7 separate regions of the Mus musculus genome follow, and all the other regions are linked to region 6. Evidence: chromatin contacts called from public HiCAR-type and promoter capture Hi-C data. All regions are on one chromosome and are shown on one strand. The core of a region is the stretch at or near the end of the contact, and the rest is flanking DNA. Distances in the headings are between cores, read along the strand shown.

What was found. Promoter capture Hi-C pulls out the DNA fragments that hold promoters and counts their contacts. HiCAR-type assays count read pairs that join an accessible place to other places.
Region 1: a contact with region 6 is called in a promoter capture Hi-C map of pre-B cells, with 5 times the contacts expected there. The contact joins the promoter of Fbxo4 here to the promoter of Ttc33 in region 6. A contact is called at or near these places in 11 of 39 promoter capture datasets (the 3T3-L1 cell line, the C10 cell line, the HPC-7 cell line and 6 more), 1 of 484 Hi-C or Micro-C datasets (pre-B cells) and 1 of 115 datasets of contacts at active chromatin or transcription factors (large pre-B cells).
Region 2: a contact with region 6 is called in a HiCAR-type map of astrocytes, with 4 times the contacts expected there. The contact joins the promoter of Osmr here to the promoter of Ttc33 in region 6. A contact is called at or near these places in 2 of 39 promoter capture datasets (the 3T3-L1 cell line and hippocampal neurons), 1 of 115 datasets of contacts at active chromatin or transcription factors (astrocytes) and 1 of 9 other capture datasets (liver).
Region 3: a promoter capture Hi-C map of the HPC-7 cell line shows a contact between it and region 6. The contact joins the enhancer-like site here to the promoter of Ttc33 in region 6. A contact is called at or near these places in 8 of 39 promoter capture datasets (3T3-L1-derived adipocytes, the HPC-7 cell line, cranial neural crest and 4 more), 1 of 484 Hi-C or Micro-C datasets (cortical neurons), 5 of 115 datasets of contacts at active chromatin or transcription factors (embryonic stem cells, extraembryonic endoderm stem cells, pro-B cells and 2 more) and 1 of 9 other capture datasets (liver).
Region 4: a contact with region 6 is called in a promoter capture Hi-C map of liver, with 8 times the contacts expected there. The contact joins the promoter of C9 here to the promoter of Ttc33 in region 6. A contact is called at or near these places in 9 of 39 promoter capture datasets (the 3T3-L1 cell line, 3T3-L1-derived adipocytes, cranial neural crest and 5 more), 2 of 484 Hi-C or Micro-C datasets (bone marrow-derived macrophages and liver), 4 of 115 datasets of contacts at active chromatin or transcription factors (embryonic stem cells, epiblast stem cells, extraembryonic endoderm stem cells and 1 more) and 2 of 9 other capture datasets (adipose tissue and macrophages).
Region 5: a promoter capture Hi-C map of pre-B cells shows a contact between it and region 6, with 6 times the contacts expected there. The contact joins the promoter of Rictor here to the promoter of Ttc33 in region 6. A contact is called at or near these places in 20 of 39 promoter capture datasets (the 3T3-L1 cell line, 3T3-L1-derived adipocytes, the C10 cell line and 10 more), 7 of 484 Hi-C or Micro-C datasets (CD4 T cells, the HPC-7 cell line, cardiomyocytes and 4 more), 14 of 115 datasets of contacts at active chromatin or transcription factors (the 230-238 cell line, T-cell acute lymphoblastic leukemia, astrocytes and 9 more) and 2 of 9 other capture datasets (adipose tissue and liver).
Region 7: a contact with region 6 is called in a promoter capture Hi-C map of pre-B cells, with 6 times the contacts expected there. The contact joins the promoter of Selenop here to the promoter of Ttc33 in region 6. A contact is called at or near these places in 6 of 39 promoter capture datasets (the 3T3-L1 cell line, the C10 cell line, the HPC-7 cell line and 3 more), 1 of 484 Hi-C or Micro-C datasets (pre-B cells) and 2 of 115 datasets of contacts at active chromatin or transcription factors (astrocytes and large pre-B cells).

The regions. Positions count from the first base shown.
Region 1 is chr15:3,978,144-3,980,938 of GRCm38.p6, forward strand. It overlaps Fbxo4 (F-box protein 4), which reads right to left and starts at 1,430. Exons shown (of 7, transcript NM_134099.2): 1 at 1,099-1,430. The coding sequence starts at 1,281.
Region 2 is chr15:6,872,972-6,875,910 of GRCm38.p6, forward strand. Osmr (oncostatin M receptor) reads right to left here and starts at 1,342. Exons shown (of 18, transcript NM_011019.3): 1 at 1,230-1,342.
Region 3 is chr15:6,554,443-6,557,511 of GRCm38.p6, forward strand. It overlaps a transcript of Fyb not described here. Among named protein-coding and RNA genes, the nearest start is that of Fyb, 24 kb to the right of the region's middle. Within about 2 kb of position 1,324, at least 129 of the 459 cell types and tissues checked have an H3K27ac peak or open chromatin away from gene starts, as enhancers often do. A contact at or near this core is called in the HPC-7 cell line, where this site is marked.
Region 4 is chr15:6,443,859-6,446,705 of GRCm38.p6, forward strand. C9 (complement component 9) reads left to right here and starts at 1,488. Exons shown (of 11, transcript NM_013485.3): 1 at 1,488-1,625. The coding sequence starts at 1,543.
Region 5 is chr15:6,706,979-6,709,741 of GRCm38.p6, forward strand. It overlaps Rictor (RPTOR independent companion of MTOR, complex 2), which reads left to right and starts at 1,403. Exons shown (of 38, transcript NM_030168.3): 1 at 1,403-1,473; 2 at 1,655-1,702. The coding sequence starts at 1,425.
Region 6 is chr15:5,183,861-5,186,934 of GRCm38.p6, forward strand. It overlaps Ttc33 (tetratricopeptide repeat domain 33), which reads left to right and starts at 1,700. Exons shown (of 5, transcript NM_026213.3): 1 at 1,700-1,908.
Region 7 is chr15:3,269,720-3,272,728 of GRCm38.p6, forward strand. Selenop (selenoprotein P) reads left to right here and starts at 1,258. Exons shown (of 5, transcript NM_009155.4): 1 at 1,258-1,333.

The sequences.
Region 1 (2,795 bases), core at 180-2,679, 1.2 Mb before region 6:
CCACCAATAGAAAATTCAAAACTAAACATTTTCATCCCTAACACACCTGAAATGTTGCAAACTCAAGCTCTGCCTTTCTATTTTTCAAGCAAAGTAACCAGTTCCTTTCATTTCTTTCCATGAGTATGTTGATGTACCAGTTACTAATTTGTTCTTCAAAAATAAATGAGTGTCAAGTGGAGATTTTTTTCAAGCTGGAGAGATGGCTCAGAGGTTAAGAGCACTGGCTGCTCTTCCAGAGGTCCTGAGTTCTATTCCCAGCAACCACATGGTGGCTCACAACCATCTGTAATTTGGATCCAGTGCCCTCTTCTGGTGTGTCAGTGACAGTGTACTCACATATACATAAAATAAATAAATAAATAAATCTAAAAAAACAAAGTGGCGGTTTTTCTGATTTTATCACTAGATCAAATGAAAGCATGTGAACCTGTCATTTGAATTTCTCTCTATAGAGTATTAATCAGGTTCCGAGGACACCTGAGAGAAGCTTGGAGGTAACCTAAGCCTGTGGCTTTCATTTAGAGTGAATGTCAGTGGGATGTACTAATAACCCAACTGAGATAAAGGAATTGTCATCAACAATGTATAATCTATTTATTTATTTATTTATTTATTTATTTATTTATTTATTTTATCTTTCTCTGAAACTTTAAATTGCATGCATCCTCTTTGCAGCCTGACCTAACTTGAGGTACTTGTAACTTTACTGGTTTCAATTATGTGGCAGTTTTGTTGCTTTGGATATGTCAGAGTTGCTTGCTCTAGGCGACCCCCCCCCCCCCCTAACTGGAATACATTGACTAGGGATTAAAATGTGCAGAAGAAAGACACTGGAATGCCTTCCAAGCTAACCCACTTCCTTCATCAGATTTCCAGACATCCAAATAGGATGACTGACAACCTGTGGGTGATCTCGCTGGTCATTAGTGAGTGTTGTAGTGCGACCTTGGTTGGCAGGGGGATACCAAGAGTTACCATCAAGGCAATCCTGGCCACTTCACTTCCAGGCGAGCACACACCCGGAAGTGGCTGCCCTGCCGGCCCAGGCCCCCGGCCTGCGGCGGTCTCTGTGCGCGGCCTGCGGCCTCGGCTCACCGGCAGCCGCGTCAGCGCGCTCGTCTCCTCCGCCGCCTCCTTCCGGGAGGCCGTCGGCGTCGCCCGCTCCTTGGCCACCGAATACCAGAAGGTCCTCCAGCCGCTCAGGATGGCTGCCTCCAGGCGGCCCCAGTCGCTGGCGGGCGGCGGGGAGCCGGCTCCGCGGGGCTCGCTTCCAGCCATGGTCGCAGGCTCCGCGCGACACCGCGGGGCGCACGGGCTCCCCAGCCGCTCGGCCTCCGCCTCCGCCCCGCTGGTACGACCCGGGCTGGTCGGTTGGGCAGGGCTCCAGGCCGAGGTGGCCCGGAATGACTCACCCCGTTAGCCCAAACCCTCCCACACTACACATCCTCCGGGTCCCTCCCTGCCTCTGTGCGTCACCACAAGGACCTGGGAGCTAGGGCTTGTTGAACAGCCACCCTTTTTCTGAAATCTTGCTTCCCCTTAAGCGTTAGATATTAAGTAGGCTGTATGTGTGCTTCTGTGTTTTGGAATCAGCAATCTACCACTTGGAGTTGAGCAAAAACTGAGCCCGTGGAGGCTATCAGGAGCCTTATGTGTTATTAAAGATAACCTTGGCTGACTAGAACATCGTGCTGTGGAGAAACTATTGTAGATGGGAAGCCAAAACTGCCTCAAGCGTAGCTCTTTTAATATTAACTTCAATCTGGTTTTGGTCTAACCTCATGAGGTTGGGTGAAACTTGTAAGCTTTGCTTAAAATTTTATTTAACTACATGTATGTGGATATATGCATGAGCACTCAGGTTCCAGCAGAGGCCACAGGCATCACAAACCCTGGAACTGGAAACCACACCCTTGAGAGCCACCTACTCAGGCCCTCTGAAAGAACAGTACATTCTTATAACTGCTGAACCATCTCTCAAACACCTGCCCCCTTTACCGATTTTAAAGTAAATAATGTTGTAACATCTGAAAGCCAGGCAAGATGTAGCCAATTTTATCTAGGCTGTGTACATAATGCCCTCATCAGCGTAGGTGGTATATGTATTTGATGTATGGTCTTTGTTTTGTGGCTATAATAGTTCTTGCAACTGCTTCCACAACTTGGTGTGCCAACCTGAATCCAATCTCTGGCCATGGCCACTCACATTTTGCTTGCATTTACTTCCTCAAACTCCATTATTAGGTATTTTCTACCAAAATGGTGAGTTTAAGCCCACGACAAAAATGTACATACACTAAAAAATTGTTCAATCAATGATCTATCATAAAAGGTCAGAAGAAAATTTGATAGGAAAGAAAAGCCTGGATGTGGTACTATTAAAAGCCATTAGTGAATTTTTAATCTTCCAAAAGTGATGTCTATTCTAGTAACTTTAATCATAATCAAAAAGAAATTTAAGAAATGAGAGGTAGGCTATATAACAAAATATTATATAGCACTGGATATAGTTTTAGGAAAGACACAAATACCTATTTGGTAGCAGGTTATCAGTCTCTTTAAAGTAGATTACCTCACTTAATCTAATCCCCAAACCCATTCCACATCTAGACTTCATCACGGGAATACTTCGGATTTAGTAGTCACGTGTTAAATTCTTTAAAATCTTTTAGAATAATCTAGTAAGGATCACCACGTTATAACCTGAGGTGTAAACCTTGTTCTGGAGAACATGGAAGATGGGCGGAGCCCACATAATCTATCTCAAAATCACTGTCAACCTTTAACCACTT
Region 2 (2,939 bases), core at 92-2,591, 1.7 Mb after region 6:
ACAGACAGACACACACACACACACACACACAGAGACACACACACACAGACACACACACACACACACAGAGAGACACAGACACACACACACACACACACAGAGACACACACACACAGACACACACACACACACACAGAGAGACACAGACACACACACACACACACACACAGAGACACACACACAGAGACACACACACAGAGACACACACACAGAGAGACACAGACACACACACACAGACACACAGACACACAGACACACAGACACACAGACACACAGACACACAGACACACACACACACACACACACACACACACACGGTCTCCCCCGACATCCACCACCACCACCACCTCTCAAAAGCAGAATGCCTTTGGTCTGCACCTAGCTTCCACTTTCAATTCTGTCTGCTTTGCTTACATCCATCCTCACGTCCACGAGTCCTGAGCTGAAAAACAGCTTGATCGCAAAGCGCTTTCACCATGTCCTGCAGGCAGGTAGCATCTGTCCGTCTGAAAGTAATCCCTATATCTGTGCCCTTGGTCACTCACAAGGCAGGCAGGGAAGATGAAGAGTGTGTGAACAAGCGGCCCGTCAAGAACTGTTACAGGGAACCTGTATTCACGCTCCCGTTTCAGCATCTCACTGGTGCCTACTCTCAGAGACACTGACCCCTATGCGCATCCTTGCCTGTTAGTGGTGACACTTCCGTTCAAGCAGCTCGAGAGGTGGTACCTGCTCTCCCCACCCGCATAGAAGCTCTGCCCCCAAGGCTGTGGGGTGCTCTTCTCTGAGTGGAGAGGGAAGCACCTAGTCCCGGAGAAATGACAGGGACGGGTGGGAGTTAAGGACTGGAAAGCAAGAGGCTGGGGGAAACCATCAACTCCCACTCCCACGGGGTATTGTGAGAGAAACCAAATTGGCCCAAATGGGAGTTCTAACTCAGCAAGTGTTTCCCCAGCTGCTTGAGTGAGAGGCCAGGGGACGGTGAACCTCAAAGCAGGCCTGGACTGGTGTCCCAGCGACGTGCACGCTGAGAGTATCTAGTCTTTTAGAGTTGCCCACCAATTAGGTGGCACTTTTCTGGCACAACCTCTTGCGGCTCCTGAGAGTGCAGTCTCGGGAGGCAAAAACTAACGCAGGACAGGGCAGAGGCGCGGGGCAGCAAAGCTCTCGGCTCGCCCGTCGGAAAGTGGATGGAGGCGGCAGCGCGGGCACACGGGTCCCGTACTCACCCGCCTGGCGACCTGCTCCGGAGCCTTGCCGGTCCTCGGCCTCACAGGGGAACGGGCGCGGACGTCTGTCCAGGCGTGTGGAGGCGGCCCCGCGCCCCAGCTATGAATCAACTACGGGGCAAGTGTCCAGGGGCGGGAGTTACGGGAAAGCGCCGGGGGAGGGCCGAGGGGCCAAGTACTGTTGCAATTTCCCGTCTCGCTGAGCACTTTTGGCACTCCTGGGACCCACAGGAATTTGCTCCTGGTCCCAAGGGGATGTAGGGGGGAACGATCGGGACCCTGCGACGGGCGCGGTTCCCGGGACCGGGCGGGCAGCACCGGTGAGAAGGGAAGTGGGAGAGGCCTGGGAGGAAAAGCTGGTCCTTGAGCATCGTTGTTCCTGGAGGGAGAGGGGACGAGCTGCGACCCAGTGCCCCGTGCCAGGTGTCCTGCACAGAGCCAATTGTGTTGCTTGGGAGATCCAACCCCAGCGCTCCGTCTGAAAATTACCTGAAATGTCAAACTGTTGGATCAAACTTGTGATCGAGTTGACTTTCGGCGTTCAGAGCAAGACAGACGTGTTAGAACAGAGATCTATGAACTGTGCTTCCTCTACAGGACCTGGAAACGCCCTGTGTGGCCACGCCTCCTTCAGCTACAGACCTGAATTCTTTGTCCACGAAGATCCAAGTTCCTTTCTCTCCTTAGAACGCCATCAGATCTTTACTAACCGGGCACTTGAAAGACATTTTTGACCTCTCTTTATGGCTGCATGGTAAAATGTCCACAGCCACGTCGTCTTTGGGAACTGGCACAAAACTATCGCCACAGGAGGTGTGGCAACAAGTTCCCACCAGTCGCCAGGCCAAGAAGCCTGGAGAACCGCCCACTTGCACACTATACCTTGCTCCAAGCTATAGTTCAGTTCACATTTGGAAACTACCTACAAGTCACAAATGGAAGGAGACTGAGGGAAATGGCTATAGATCAGAACTTGCGGATCCACAAATCAGTCTTAGAATAAGTAACTGGGGTATTGGGACACCTCAAAACAATGTCAGAAATATTAGTTACAACGCCTTACTTTCGTGTCTGTGTATGCTTTTTCTTCCTCCCTAATGACAATTCAGGGAAGGATCTTTTATTATTATTATTATTATTATTATTATTATTATTATTATTAAAGATAGTACTCCTCTAAATACCTAATACCTAATGGTGCCTGAAAGACTGGAGCACACAGCAAATATTTGAAGAGAATTAGAAAAAGGCACATCGTGTCTAGTAAATAATGTGTGCTCCTTTGCCATAGCCATTATTACTTATTTTAAATGAGCCCATTAGTGTGGCCGTGCGAACAGCCGCGGGAGCAGTGTGGAGCCAAGTTCTCACCCATTAAAAAGGCTTTTTGATTCTATTTATCTGTGAAAATGGTGTGCGGGTGTGTCAGTTGAGCAAGGTGTTTCCTGCATCGGGTTAATACGGCCTTTGGTTTCCATGCATGTATGCAGAGCGAATTCTCTTGGTTTCCGTGCATGTATATAGAATGTATTCTCCCGCGGATCTCCCCCGCTTTCTCTGTCCACCAGTGTCCCCCAAGCCAGTTCTAATTCCACTTCAGTGTCATACCTGATTGCATAACCTTATGTATCTATATGAAATCTAGGAACCGCAAATAAGGGGAAAAAAACCTGGTGATATTTTTCTCCCTGATATTGGCTTAATTTGCTT
Region 3 (3,069 bases), core at 74-2,573, 1.4 Mb after region 6:
CCTGAAGAATTATCTTCGTCGGGTTGGCCTGTTGGACATGACTGGGGCAGTTGTATTGACTGTTGGCTGGCTGTTAAGTAATGAATGTTATATACTCTAGCATTTTACAAGTTAAAAAAGAATACTGAAAGAAAGCAAAAACTTGGAGGCTAGCTAAGAGAGCTGGGTTATTAACTGACTTGGAGTGAAGAAAGCCAAGTGGATTCTTATCTCTCTGCCTGTTCTGGCCAGTGGATACTATGTTGCAAGTTGCCATTTGACTTCCCTGAAATAAAAGACTGTAACTTAGAACTGTAGACCAAATAAGCCCTCCCTCTACATTGTTTCTGGTCAGGGTTTTTAATCACAGTAACAGGAACTAAGCTCCAAAGCTTAGTGGAGACTCCAGATGGCAATGCCCCTTTGAGAGCAGCTTAGTGGTACACCAGTGCCCACGAGCAACTGAGCCGTCTGCAAAAACCACTGGCAGGTACAGGAGTAGTCAGCCTGTTCTACCCACAAGAGTTTGCCACACAGTCAGAAGGGCGTGGTTCAACATTTAGCTGTCAACTGAGAGAAGGAAGTGGACACGCCCCTAACTGAGAAGCTATCTGTTAGTGTTACCCACTGAGAAAGGAAAAATTAGTTCTTTCCAATGGAGTCTTACCAGGTATATCAAGCACAGATCAGGGAAGGCACTGGGCCTAACAGGAGTTGGCCAACACAAAATGAGCTTGATGGTATTTTTTGTAGACCTTTTTTTTTGTGTGTGTTATTTTGCTTTGTTTGGGCTTCTTTAAAAAAAAATGGTGGTCTTCTTGAACATTTGGTTTCTAGTGTGTGTGTGTGTGTGTGTGTGTGTGTGTGTGTGTGTGTGTGTTTGTGGGGGGTGGGGTGCGGGGTGTGCATATGTGTGTACACGTATGCTTCTTGGTTTTGCTTTATTTTTAAAGAGAGACAAAAAGCAACATAAACTTGGATGAGTAGGGAAGATCCAGGAGGGACTGGGGGAAGGGAAAACATACTAAGGATAGATATTGTATGAAAAAAAAAACAAAAAAACTTTTTTCAATTAAAAAAGCTGTCAAAGCAAAGGTAATCTTTGCCACGGATTAGTGAAGTTTTCCAAACTGAGTTAATCATCCAAACACTGCCTCTGGACAAGCACGATGCTGACCTGTGTCTGCAGAGAATAGCAGCCTGTACTCTGGGAGTAAAACTCTCTGTTTATTTCCTCTTCCTACACCCCAGTAACAGTTCCCCATTTGACTATAAGAGACCTCATTGTCTTCACACACACTGTTTCTTCACACAATAACCGCCCCTCCTGCCCTCTAAGTCAGGCAAATGAGTCAGCACAGTGGGCACTGCAAGTACCTTAGGTAAAGAGTTAGGGCTTTGTTCAGTTCCAGCTGGAGGCTGGTTTTTCCCTCCAGAGGGGATTTCTAAGGTCAGTGTCAAAGGAAGAAAATATATATTCATTTAATAGGACTTGGGGTGTAGCTCAGGGGCACAGTCCTTGCCTGATAGGCGTGAAGTCCTGGATTTCATTTCCTGCATTGAAAAAAAAAATTCCCCTGACAATGTAAAGCATTTTCCATTATTATACACACCACAGTAATTGTATAGACGCACATATACATCTTATACATATATTTTACATATGGTACATACAATGTAGGCATACACACATTTATGATTTTACAGTAAATATTGCTTAAGTTTACGTGATCTGTGTGTGTATGTGTGTGTTGATGTGTAACACATAGGCGCAGATGCACACAGATGCCGGAGCCATCAGATTCCTACAGAACTCGAGTTATGTACAGTTATGATGTGTATATGTGTGCTGGGAACTGAACCCAGGTCTTCTGCAAGAGCTATATGTGCTCTTAATCATTAAGCCACCTCTCTAACTCCTTAACTTTGAATTATAAGGCATAATATGAAATTTTCCACCTACCATTTTTTTAAGTATGTAAGTATCTATTCATGGTTGCATGCAATGTTCATTTTTATCTTCTGAGGTTAGGGCAACCTATCATCCTGAGTCAGGATTACGTCAGTCAAGACAGCAGACAGCCCTCTCGGATCTGTACCGCTTGTCAAAGTCAGAATGCTTCTCTATCTTTGTGTAAGACGAGGATGATGATTCCTCCAATAGACTTAAAAGCCAAGAAATAGAAATAGGTTAATATCCAACCATTAATCCACATCCTCAGAGTGGAACTTGAGCCAAACTCAATTGGTTCTATTCATTCCACTGTAGTACAGAGGACCTCCGTGTCCAAGGAAACCCTCATCTTTGTCTTCTTTGTTTTGAGGTTTATTCCCCTACTATTTATTTCATGAAGATTTCCTATTCACAGCAAATGAAAGTTTCAGAACCAAACTCACTGACATGCTATGAGCAGTAGGCACCATCTTGTTCCTGGCTGGTTGGTTTCTTGGCTTTGCTTTTGCTGCCAGGACAGGACCTAGGATTTCTGATCCTCATGCTCCTATTTTCCAACTGGTGAGCTTTACCAGTGTATATCGCCCATAGCCAACATTTGTCTCATCCACAAGAACAAGTGCTGTCATCATTTAAATTATTCGTTCTTTCATTATGTTCAGGGTGGTTCTAAGTTCCTTAGCTTAGCGGCTGCCAGAACGCCTGTTGCCACACCACACAGGAAATGATGGTATGGCTGATGAGTTGACCAAAAATAAGCTACTTGTGTCTGGGACTATTTACTTGTTGGGAAGAGAGTATTTTCCACAGACCCAAGGCCTTAGTGCAGCAAGATCTCTACTCGCCTTAACCTTTAGTCACGGGGATTTGCAAGCTCATGTTGACAGTGTCCTTTCTTCAATTGTAGAAGTGAACATGAAGTCAAGCAGTGGTGGCACACGCCTTTAATCCCAGCACCTGGGAGGTAGAACCAGGTGGATTTCTGAGTTCAAGGCCAGCCTGGTCTACAGAGTGAGTTCCAGGACAGCCAGGGCTATACAGAGAAACCCTGTCTCGAAAAACCGGAAGAAAAAAAAGTGAGCATGAAGTTCTCACACCTGTTTCCCAGCCTCTCCCAGGAGTTTACCTTCTGGGCT
Region 4 (2,847 bases), core at 238-2,737, 1.3 Mb after region 6:
ATCAGTCTTATTACTTGACAATTTTGCATGACTTACATGTCAAGCAAGCACATGGTCTCCACTGTAAGCTGAGAAGTCGGTGGAATTAATTAACTCAAGCTCTGGATGAGAAAAGGAGGAATTAAGAAAAGGGAGATCAGAGACTTTTCTCTCAGTGGCATAGGTAAGATGGTCCTAAAATAACTAGCTCTGTCATCCCACCAACCAGACAGACATCTGTTTTACCTTTGCCTATGCTAATATTCAAGATTTGCTCTATTGTAATTAATCATTTTCTATGAATGTCTCTTAAGAACTGTATCAGGGAGCCATGCAACTTGGTGCAAGCCTGCAGTCTCCATCCTTGGGGAATGGATACAGAATGATCAGGAGTTGAAGGTCATCCTCAACTATGCAAGGGGAGGGTTTGAGGCAAATCTGCCTCCACAAAACAAAACTGCTAGGAACAGCTGGGTATGTGCTCATACCTGTAACTGTAGCAACTGGGTCTAGGCAGAAGGGCTGCAGCAAGTCTCAGGCTAGCCTGAACTACCCTATCAGACCCTGCCCCAAACAAACAAAACACTAGATAAAAAGAGTGTCATGAGACATTGTAAATTCATAATATATTACCCACAAACCTCCAACACATCAGATATCTCTCTACACCCATTGTGTATTCTAAGTCCCAACCCTAGCCACACATTAGGAAGAATTGAGAAGCCCCAGTCAGTTAAATTTGAGTAAGATAAAGACTAACAGCCTTCCACACTTGCAACATCCCTGGGTCATTCTCCTGACTAATCAGTGCTCTCAGAGAGGTTGCACGGTCCACACCCATCAGCGCTTCCAGAACCTTTCCCTCTCAATGGCCCTGGAGAATGTGGAGATGTCAGGCAAGCAGTGTTCCTTATGGCAGAGGATAATCCTATCCTTTTGGTGTGTGCTTCCATCATAATCAGGCCAAATCCATTTGGTGGCTGTTGCTAAAGCCTTGTGGTGCTTACTTTGCATTTTTCAGAAAAATATACATATAAGAGGTGTGTAACTTATACACAAAAAGCTTACATTTCCACACGTTACCTTGCTTGGGTGGAAACAAGCCACATATCTGACTTTCAGAGGGAGAGGTGCTTAGAATATCCCCCACCTATGCCTCATCTTTCATTGTGTTCTTTCTGTAGTTATTCTGAGCCTAGGACTCTATAAGAATAATCCATAGGTCTCTCCCACAAATTATACCTCTCTCTTTAGCTTCCCTTCCAGAGTCTCCCAAGGAAAGAACTGCTAGGATTTTGTTTTATTGGTTGCTTTATTTTTAACCCAGCTCCTAATTTTTCCCCACCTTGGCATTTTTTTTTTTTTTTTTTGGTTTATTGCATAATGACACTTTGTCAATAAGGGAAAATAGCAGTCAGGAATTACAATGACTCTCCATTGGTTGGACCTTGACACTTAGCCTAAGCCAACACCTATGAACAAAACCCAGAACAGAACTGCCCCTTGTCCTCCGGCTGCAAAGGAATGCTTTGCAAGCCTCCAGGGCTCCCCAGGAGGAGCAGCATGGCCTCAGGCATGGCCATCACCTTAGCCCTTGCCATCTTTGCCTTGGGTGTCAATGCACAGATGCCAATACCCGTTTCCAGGTGAGTCCATAGCTTGTCTGTTTATCTCTGGAATTCTACTGTGGAATCTGCTGTCCAGGGCTTAACAGCAAAGTAGGGACAATAAAGGTTAAGCTAAACAGTGACCTATACAACACCCAGGATTTCAACTTTCTAAACAAGTGTATTCATGCTTCTGGGTGTTTGTGCTAAAGGAGGGACTGAAATGTTAATGCTAAGATATTTCCTTTAAACATTTAGGATCAGAGGGAAAAAGAAACGGTTGTCTCCAGTTTCTGATAAATCAGTGCTGATCAGTGTCTATGGGCTGAGAAATTCACAATGAGGAAAGTTAATATTTGTGTCCTTTATCTCAAAACCTAATAATTTTTAACTGTTGGCTGCATGGCCCTTTGGCCCCCACATTAAGCAAAGGCTAACTATTTGTCTTGTCTTCTCTTCTGTGACATTCCATTCCGTGGTCCACATTTTGGTTCCTGGGTCTGAGGGTCTATTTGCTCTACCCAAGAATTGCCATGGTACAGCTTCGATGGTTCTGCTTCCAGCACGGCCTCTTTATTTCCTTCTTATCCGATGCTTCTTGGGTTTGCAAAACCCATAAGGTATAAGGGTGTCCCCGAGGTTGCATGTGCTGGAAACTCAGTCCCCTGGTGTGGCAGCAGAAAGAGGTGGTGGAGCTCTTAAGGGGTAGAAGGTCTCAGGATTCCACAGTCATAAATGGACTATCTCTGAGGAATGGGCCAAGCCTAGCAGGAGTGGCTCCTAGCAGATCTGTCTGGCTAGGTTCTTCCTCCAACTCATGTCTCCTTACATATGTGACTCTTCTGAATACAGGAACTTCCCATTTTGCTTCTAGTGACCATGTTAGGACACAACCACAGGAATCCTGTCCAGATGCCTGTTTGCAATTTGTAGTCATGAGAATTGTGAGAAGAGTAAAATTCTCTCCTGTATGCATCACCCACATCAGGCATTCTGTGTCAGCAACAGAAAACAGAGTGTGACACCATGCCAAATACACCCAGCCAATAAATCAAGGGGACAGTAAAAGCCTCTTGCACATCACTGCACCCAGAAGTGCTAGAGATCACGGCTGCTTGAAGCTCTCCCTTCCTTCCATGTAAATATCACAGAAGACACAAACCCATGTAGTCCATTATAGCTTGTTCTCTGAGGACAGAACAGAAAATTGCCCCAACACCAACACATGCCTGGACACTCTTCCTCCGTCTGCATTAATCAT
Region 5 (2,763 bases), core at 153-2,652, 1.5 Mb after region 6:
AAAAGTATTTTATAATGAACCATTTGAATTTTATATGTATTTCAAGCATTTATGAGTAAAGGAAATCTGTAATTGCTTACTTAATACCACTCTGTTAATATACTGGATCAACAAAGTCATTTTAAATTACATTTGCATAATTTCTACCTTTGGGCTTTCAAGTCTACAATTGCTCACTATTATTAACACGGAGAGTCTTTCTAATATTTTTTTATTTTTCTTTTTGATTTTAGAGAGGTTTTGGTTTGCTTTTTTTTTTTTTTTTTTAGTGAGAACATTATTATTATTTAGAACATTATTAGAACAAAAGGAGCTGAAGGTTTACACTAACAGATACTCGTTTTTGACGTCTGTACTAAAAACTAAGTGGTTAAGGCAAGATCTCCACTTTGGACTTTTAAGTCTGGAAGAGAGAGGTGAGGAATAGGAGGAGACAAAATATCCTCTCATTAAAGTAATCTAGCTTAAGAGAGTTGCTGGGTTAAGGGCCAAATGAGTGCGTACTAACCCGCTTCTAGAAACCCGTAAACTAATCCTTGTGACTAGTCCGCATTAAAAACATCGATCCTCGACATCGGCATCAGCCAGTGATGTAGGAGTAACAGAAAGCCAGGACGAGGCGCCCAGCCTCCTCCCCGGGCTCCGGGAGAGGAAACCCTGTCCCGGGCCTCCAGGCGCTGGCGCGCGCCGGGGAAAGAGTCCCGCGCTCGGGCGAGCGCCCTGCACGCCCGCTTTCTGCACTCCTTGCACGTCGGATGCCCGGCGGACCGAAAGCAAACCTCCGCCCTGCCGCCCAGCTCTCGGCGGCGGCGGCGAGCGGCTTTGCCTGTGATCAAGCGCGAAGCCGCTTAGCTCAATGGTCAGAGCGTGGGTGGAAAACAAACTTTGTTACGTGTTCACTCGGGGCGCCGCGGTTCTGGGAAAAGGATCAAAGCGACATTCCTAACTGTGCGCCGCGCGCCTTTTTCCCGGACCCCACCCTCTCTTTTAATAATAATAATAAAAATAATGGTAACAATTTTAGCCGATGAGTAAGGAAACGGGCTTTAAAGCCACGCGGGGAGTGCGGCGGGGCGGGCCAGCAGGTGGCCCGCCCGCATCCCGACCTCCGCCGCGCGCGCGCCCAGAGTCCCGGGCCACATCAATGGGCGCCCCCCCCCCCCGTGGGAACTGCGCCTCCCACCACGCCTGCGCCCCGACGCCCTGCCCGTGTCCCCCCGCCGGGGGTCGCATCCCACCGCCCAATGCGGGTCGGCACAGGCGGCGGCGCGTTGCTCGGCGCCCGCGGGCGAGCCTCCGTGCCGAGGGGCGGGGGCGCTGCCGCGGGAGGGGGGCGGAGGGGGCGGGAACGGCGCGCGGGGAGGGGAAGGGGGTTCTCGCGCGATCGGGCGAGGTTTCCGGTGTTGTGACTGAAACCCGTCAATATGGCGGCGATCGGCCGCGGCCGCTCTCTGAAGAACCTCCGAATACGAGGTAAGCCCGCTCGCCGCCCTCGCTCGCCTCACCCGGTGCGGGTCACGGGTCGCGGCGCTCGGCTTTGCTCCGGGCCTGGGGATGGGGTGGGGTGAGGTTGGACGGGGAAGACGAGCGGGGCGTCGGGCGCCGCCGGCCTGCGATGGATTCTAACTGGGGTTGTGTGTCTTGTCTCGCACAGGGCGGAATGACAGCGGCGAGGAGAACGTCCCGCTCGATCTGACCCGAGGTAACGCGGGCCGCCGCGGCCGCCGGGGAGGCGCGGGCAGCCGGGCGGGCGGGCTGGCAGGCGAGCCGCGCGGGGCAGCGAGGGGCCGAGCCCGCGCCCATCCCCCTGCCCCGCGCCCGGGTGGCCCGGGTTGCCCGGGGGGCTGAGCCCGCTCCGGGGCCTCGGGCGGCTGCGGAGCTCCCCGGCCGGCTCGGTCGCGTGTGTGTCCCCCCTCCGTCCGCTCCCGGGTCCCCCCACCTCCGGATCCCGGGGGCGGCCTTGGACGGGGTGGGTGGGGGAGCAAGGTAGAGGTTGTTATTTAGGTTGCTGGAGGATGTTTGTGGGAAGAGCGACCACATCCTGCCCTCCCCGTTCCCCCCAAGAGCAGATGCTGGACCCTGCCGGCTTCTTGCTCACTGCGGGACTGCTCTTCCCTGCCCGTGGGATCCTCTTGGGTGGGGTGGGGGGGGTCCCCGCAGCTTTTTGAGAACCCGGAGAGCCCGTGATGACTGCTAAGTGTCTGGTTCACGCCGCAGCTCCCTGCTGCTCGCTTCCCGTCTCCCGGGCCCGCTGGGGCTGTAGTTGGCTGGAGACCGCCCGCCCCCTCACTCGGCCGCCGCTTCATTGTGTACCTTGTGGCTGCAGTGGAGGAGAGCTGGGTTTGTTTACACCTTTCCCAGCAGGGCGAGCCCCGCGTGTGTTTTGTTTTTAAGAACCGCACCCGGCGAACGATCGGTATTTTCTTGCTTCGGTCACCGGCCCCCGGGCTGGTGTTTCATCTCCCAGTATCTCGCCGAAGCATCAGTCCGTTCTCTGCCTCCTTAAACAGGAGTTGGGTCTACAGATTCCGGACGGTCCGACTCCACAGCGCTGGAGTGGAGTGTAACTTAACTAGTTCTGCTGTTACGGAATCACTTTTTGAGATCCGTGAAACACCTTAGGACGTTAAAACAAGACAAGAACAGTCGTAAACATTGTATATACGACATGAATTTGGTTCCCCCACCCACCCTGTATGTAGTGACCGTCGTATAAAGTTATTTGGTGGATGTGGGATTTGGGGGACCCATCTCTGTATTGAC
Region 6 (3,074 bases), core at 450-2,949:
TTGCATCATTACCTCAAATCCACGTAGCTGCTCTATCACTGTGGCGTTTTAACAGCCAGCACCAATGTTTACTTTTGTGAAAAATGGCAATATGTACGAGTTCTGGGTACGGAAGGGCCTTTGACACTTGGTATCTGTGGGTGTCAGAAGAGGGCAGCAGTTCCCCTGTAACTGGAGTCACAGATGTTTTGAGTCTCTCTGTTGAGTGTTGGACCTGAACCCAGGTCCTCTACAAGAGCAGTAAGCCATCGCTGGGGCCAGCATCAGTGATTTTAATGCCAGCGTTGGGTAAGAGTGTCCCTTCAGGGACTATTTGACATTTTGGAGAGAAAGAAGTTAGTAGTCCTTTTGGTAATGTATGTGTGTGTGGGGGGGGTGGGGATGGGGATGGGGGTGGGAGGTGGGGAGGGGAGTATTACTAATGGTATCTCAGAATCCTACCATGTTTCTGTTTGGTTTCAGACCCAGGAACAAACAACTTAGGTGTATATTTTACATACCAAAGCAGACCTGGCCTCCTGGTTCTCCCAGCATCCCTCAGTCCCTAGTATAACTGGCCCCCAATCCTGAATTTTCAGCACAGGGCCTGGACTCCCTTCCCCCAGAGGATCTTTGCTATATAATCCATTTTGTTTTCTCCCTCCCCATCTCCCCTGCCCCCTTGTCTTAGCCTGAGGGCTCTCTTTCTCTTCCTCTTCTCTCCCTTTTCTGGCCTCCTTCCTTGGGGCCAGTGAACTCACCTGCCCGAGAGCAGCTTCTTAATAAACCTGCAGTTGTATATATTTTAATCTGGCTTGAATTGGCTCATTTTACCAGTGGAGAAATAACTTATCAGTTTACCTCAACAAATAACTAGCCAGTAAGACATGCGGTGGCGCGTTGAAAAAGCGTGGTCTCCATAAATCGATCTTGGCTTTGTGTAGCACAGCTATGTGGATAAACTTAAGGAGTTTTCAATTCCCTCAGTGTGCCCCATTGTTAACATCAGCCTGCTAATTTACTTGTAAGAAGTGACAGGTGCTACTTTCAGGCTCTGCTGTGGATTCTCACAGGAAGCTTGCAGTTCAGCCCAATCCTCCCTGATCGGCTCTTACTTAAGGTTTCTGTTGCTGGGATAAAACACCATGACCAAAGTCATCTCGGGGCGGAAAGGGGTTATATCAGCGTCTAGTTTCACATTATAGAAGGAAATCAAGGTAGAAACTCAAGCAGGGCAGTAATTGGTCCTTTTTAAGGCTTGTTCAGTTAGCTTCCCCTTGGGCCAGACCACCTGCCAAGGGTGTGGCACTGCCTGTAATGGGTTGGGTCCTCCCACATCAATCATTCATCAAGACAATGCCCGCATAGATTTCCCTACAGGCATTTTCTCAGTTAAGATTCCCTGTTTTATAGCTAAGTATATGTTTGTGTCAAGTTGACACAAACAAGCCAGCACCCTTTGCACTTATTTCAGCTCAGTCTCCGCCCCCCCCCCCCCCCCCCCCCTTCTGCATCTCACAGACCCTTCAGCGGCTAGGCCGGTCAGACTAGGCGGTAAGCCATTTATTTACCTGAGGACTGTGTGTATTGCAAAGCACAACCTCAAACACGGGAGTCCATTCCCGGCTGCAGTTAGAGGGCGCTTCGTCTGGTGTCTTTATTACAAATCCCATAGTCCCTAGGGCGCCGCAGTGACTTCTGGGATTAGTGGTCCTGCAGAAGGGCGCTGGCGGGTAAGAAAGTCTTCTTTTCTTCTGTCCGCCTTGCTGGACTTTAGAACGTCCCAGGATGATTTCATGCTTTTTTTTTAAAATAAAGAATCGGGAAGCACAGGCAGGCAAGGCAGATTAGAATCCCGGCAGAATAGTTTCCGTTTCCGGTGCCAAAGGGCACGTGGAATGTAAACACGGCACCACAGAGTGTTTTCAGGTAACTGGCTGCGGGTAGGCGGTAGACAGGGCTGAGGGTTGCTGCGTGCGGGAGGGAGGGCCGAGGGTGGCCCGGTGAGGTCCACAGAGCCCTGGGGCGTGCCTCCGACCTGGGCACGGGGCGCGGGGCGCGGTGGCAGGGTTCTGGGTGCCGGCCCGGCCGCCCGAGGAGCTGCTATGGCCGGAGCTCATTTTTATTGCAGCCGAGGCAGGGGCCAGTTTTGAATCCTGTGTTCTCCTCGGGTAGCATTTTAAGGGAATCCGTTTCTCTCGTTCTTCACCTGCGGATTCATCTCTCCTGTTCGGAGGGTGGTTGTTGTGATTCTCTACCTCCGGCCGGTGTTTTTCCATCTTGGGTGGCCGCATCCTCTCACGCAGTCAGTTCAGGAGGACGTTTTTAACTCTGTGGCAAGCACCCAGCTTATTTATGGCCCGGTAAAGGGTCAAGTCGAGCGGTTGCGGTGGAGAGCATCGTACATGTTTAGAATCTTAATGCCACTCATCGTTCTGTAGAGCACGTAGACTTTTAACTCCAGATGAGAGTTAGCACGAAACCTTTACAGTTGTGATTTACCCACTTGATCTGTTATCGGGTTGGAAAGAAGCTTGGTGCCTTATCCATCCAGGTACAGATCAAGCAAAGCTCCTTCTGTACGCGGTTTTTAGTGAGTACTAATTACAAGCACAGCCTAGAGGCACAAGAAGCTCATAGCGTAAGATGAAAACAGTTTAGTTGAGATGTAAGTGGCGTGTTATACAACTCCTCCTAATAGAGTCTATGACTCAGTAACCGTTATTGCTGTTCACAAAATCGTGCCATTATACCAATTGATGTTAGGACATTTTAATCACCGAGAAGGGGAGTCCCGAATCATTAATTGACTATTGTCTGTATTTTCTCCCCAGTAGCATTTCAGATCCCGGATCAGATCAGAGCATTACATTTTCCTTGGGGAAGATGTTCACACATGCCAGGAGTCTTCCCTCTTTTAAGCCTGGCCAGCTTCTATTCTCTAAAGCTCACTTTCATGCAGACACTAGTGTGCGTTTGTCTGACAGGTCATTGGATCACGCTTGATAGCACTTACCGGTATTGTAATTGAGTTCAGTCTCCTTGTCCACAGGCAGTTTGGGAGAAAATATAAACTTGGTATTATAAACTGGTAA
Region 7 (3,009 bases), core at 8-2,507, 1.9 Mb before region 6:
TTGTGTTAGGTTGCTCATGCTCTAATGGACAGCCCCGTGCCTGTACAGGTATCAACAGCCTTAACTGCACTCGGTAACAAAGCCAACCAACTAATCAAAACCAAACCAAACAACCCCATATGAAGCTGGGAGGAAAATGTGTTGGGGAGGGGTCTGGGAAGAGTTGGAGTGGGCAGTAGGGGGTCCCAGTTAGATCAAAATATATTGTATACATGCATACAGTTCTTAAGAGAAATAAAAAAAGCATAAAACATAACCCTGAAGCAACAGCTAAAAGAGACTCTGTTGGGATTTATAAGTAGCACTACAGCTGTGAGAAAACTGTGGGTTCAGCCCTGGAAGTAGCTCAGAGGGTAAAGGCTGTTGCCGGGCAAGACCCGAATTTGATTCCTGGAACCCAGTTAAAGGGGAAGCCAATTAAAGGAGAAAGGAGAGCAGGCAACTCTACAAAAGTGTCTTCTGACCTCCATGTTTGCCCTGAGGCAACCATGTGCTGCCCCTCCCCCTTCCTTAGTGTGTGTTTGTGTGTGTGTGTGTGTGTGTGAGAGAGAGAGAGAGAGAGAGAGAGAGACAGAGACAGAGACAGAGACAGAGACAGAGACACCGAGAGACAAAGATACACAAAAAGAATGAGCACTACTATATACATTTTAAATGAGGCCTGGTTTCTTTCAGATTGAAGACGATTTTCTTAGTTCATTATATTAAAGGAAACCCGCAAGAACAGAGCTCCCACGGGATTGCATACCAATTGAAATTCTGCTGAGCACAGCCAAACAAAGATAGGTCTATAGTAGCAGGAGACCAAAATAATGTGACAGCAGGTGACTTTTCTAAAGAAGCTTTCAGTGTGGGTTTAGTATAGAACTTCCTCTTCATAAAGGAAAAGGAAAACAAACATGTTTTCCCTTCTTTTAAAACAGCTGTGTAACTTGCTGGCTAGGCAAATGTTTTTCCCTATTGTAGTTTCGAAAGGAAAGGCACTTGGAGGACCTCTCTCCCCTTAGCCCTTCCTTCCACCCTGGACTGTACCATTCTTAGATTATAGGGTGATCAAAAGCAGAAAATAAGTTAGAAACTCGTCAAAAGTCGTCCGTCTTCCCTCAGTAAGTACTGCCTCAGCTGTTTAAACTTTCTTCTCATTGTGATCGGAAACTGTTCAGGGGCTTGCTGCATTTGCAAGGTCGCAGCGGGAGGGAGCACCGAACTTTGGACTGCACCTCAGAGGGCGAGGTAAACAACAGGGCTATAAAAGTCAGTGTCAGCCTGTGGCTTTGGGGAGCTGCTCTAACTAGAGCAAAGAGACAGGACGAAGCTAGTCCGAAGGGGTTGCGTAAGTAGGACTTGATTCTTTTACAGTTTGGGAAATATTTTTTCTTAGGTAAAATACGTTTCTCCCCCGCTTTAAAATAGACTTAGTAAAAAGATGACTAAAAGACATTAAAAGCATTTTTTTTGTTTAATGAACAAGAAGTGTCGGGGAAGAACAGTTAACTTTTTTTTTTAATTTTATATTTTTATTGTTGTTGATTTTTGTCCTTTACTGTGGGCAATGTAAAATGCAGCTGTTTCTCTCTGCAGGGAACTGTGGTGTCATATGGGCAATATTATCTCACTAAATTCCAGGGTTTCCCACGAAGGGTTAGAGTGAGGACAAACAAGAGGGAAAGCTAGTGGATTTCAAGAGCAGAGATGGGACAGACGCCTGTCGCACCGCACTGTACTGTAGAGGTGTCCAGGGAATTCGGAAGCAATTTCAGAACTGGGAGGGAGCAGACTGAGCAGGCTCCATCCCCAGGGCAGGGCTCCATCCTTGCTTTAAGGCAGTCCAGGTGGTGTCCTTCGGTGGGGGAGCTTTTGAATTTAAGTAGAGGGTGGAAGCCTGAAGGTGGATGAGGGGCTTTTTTTTTTTTTTTTTTTTTTTTTGACAGGGTTTCTCTGTGTAGCCCTGGCTGTCCTGGAACTCACTCTGTAGACCAGGCTGGCCTCGAACTCAGAAATCCTCCTGTCTCTGCCTCCCAAGTGCTGGGATTATAGGCATGTGCCACCACAGCCCAGCGGATGAGGGGCTTTAAAATGCTGGTCTGTTTTTGTTGTGGTCTTTGTTGTTCAAGGGGAGAGGATGTGTGGCAAAGAGTATGCTTGCTTTCCTTTTAATGGAGTACAATCAATTGTAGTTTTGAGCATGAACAGGTATCTAGGCTTGCAACTGAAGACTGTAATCGCTATAACCACTGTCCAGTTATTACTGGATCTAATTTTGTTATTTGCCTTCATTCTTTTTATATAGCTCTTCGACAGTTACAGTTAAAATGCAAAGCTTATTCCATAAAAGCAACCTTAAGCAAAGTCAAGCAGCCTATTGATTAATGATGGGAAACTCTGCAAGTGGAAACTCATCTTCTCCAGCTTTTCCTTTGTCCCTCGATCATTCTTTTCATTAGAAACGTGGGTGAAATAGTCTTCTCATTTATGTCTGCCATTTAGCCATTTGAAAATATTTGCCTTATGGCAGAGTATCAAGGGCCGTGTCTTCATGCTGCAGTTCTATAAAGACTGAATTTAGTTTAGTGTTTTGAGGTGTGTGTGTGTGTGTGTGTGTGTGTGTGTGTGTGTGTTAGCGATTGATCCCAGAGCCTCACATGAATTTAGTTTAGGAAAGAAGTACCAGCTAGATTTTCTATTAAGACGCTGAATAGCTTGGTTTTTTTCCTTCTTTTTTTCCCCAGAGCATAGAGCATATAGAAATGCTATAGTTAATGCTATAGTTATATAGGCTGCTATAGTTATTGCATGGTGATGTATTTTAAAACTCTCAGTGTATACTGGTAGCTGAGCTATCCATGTTTTGAGTTGGGCAGAACCAATTTAAATCTACTCTTGTGGATACTAATCCTGTATGGTCTTAGAGAAGGCATACAAAGTCTCTCTGAGCCACAGTTTCCTCAACTGCAGAGAGCGCAGTAGCATAAACATTCTGAGGCACAACTGGCACCTGTAAATGTGCTT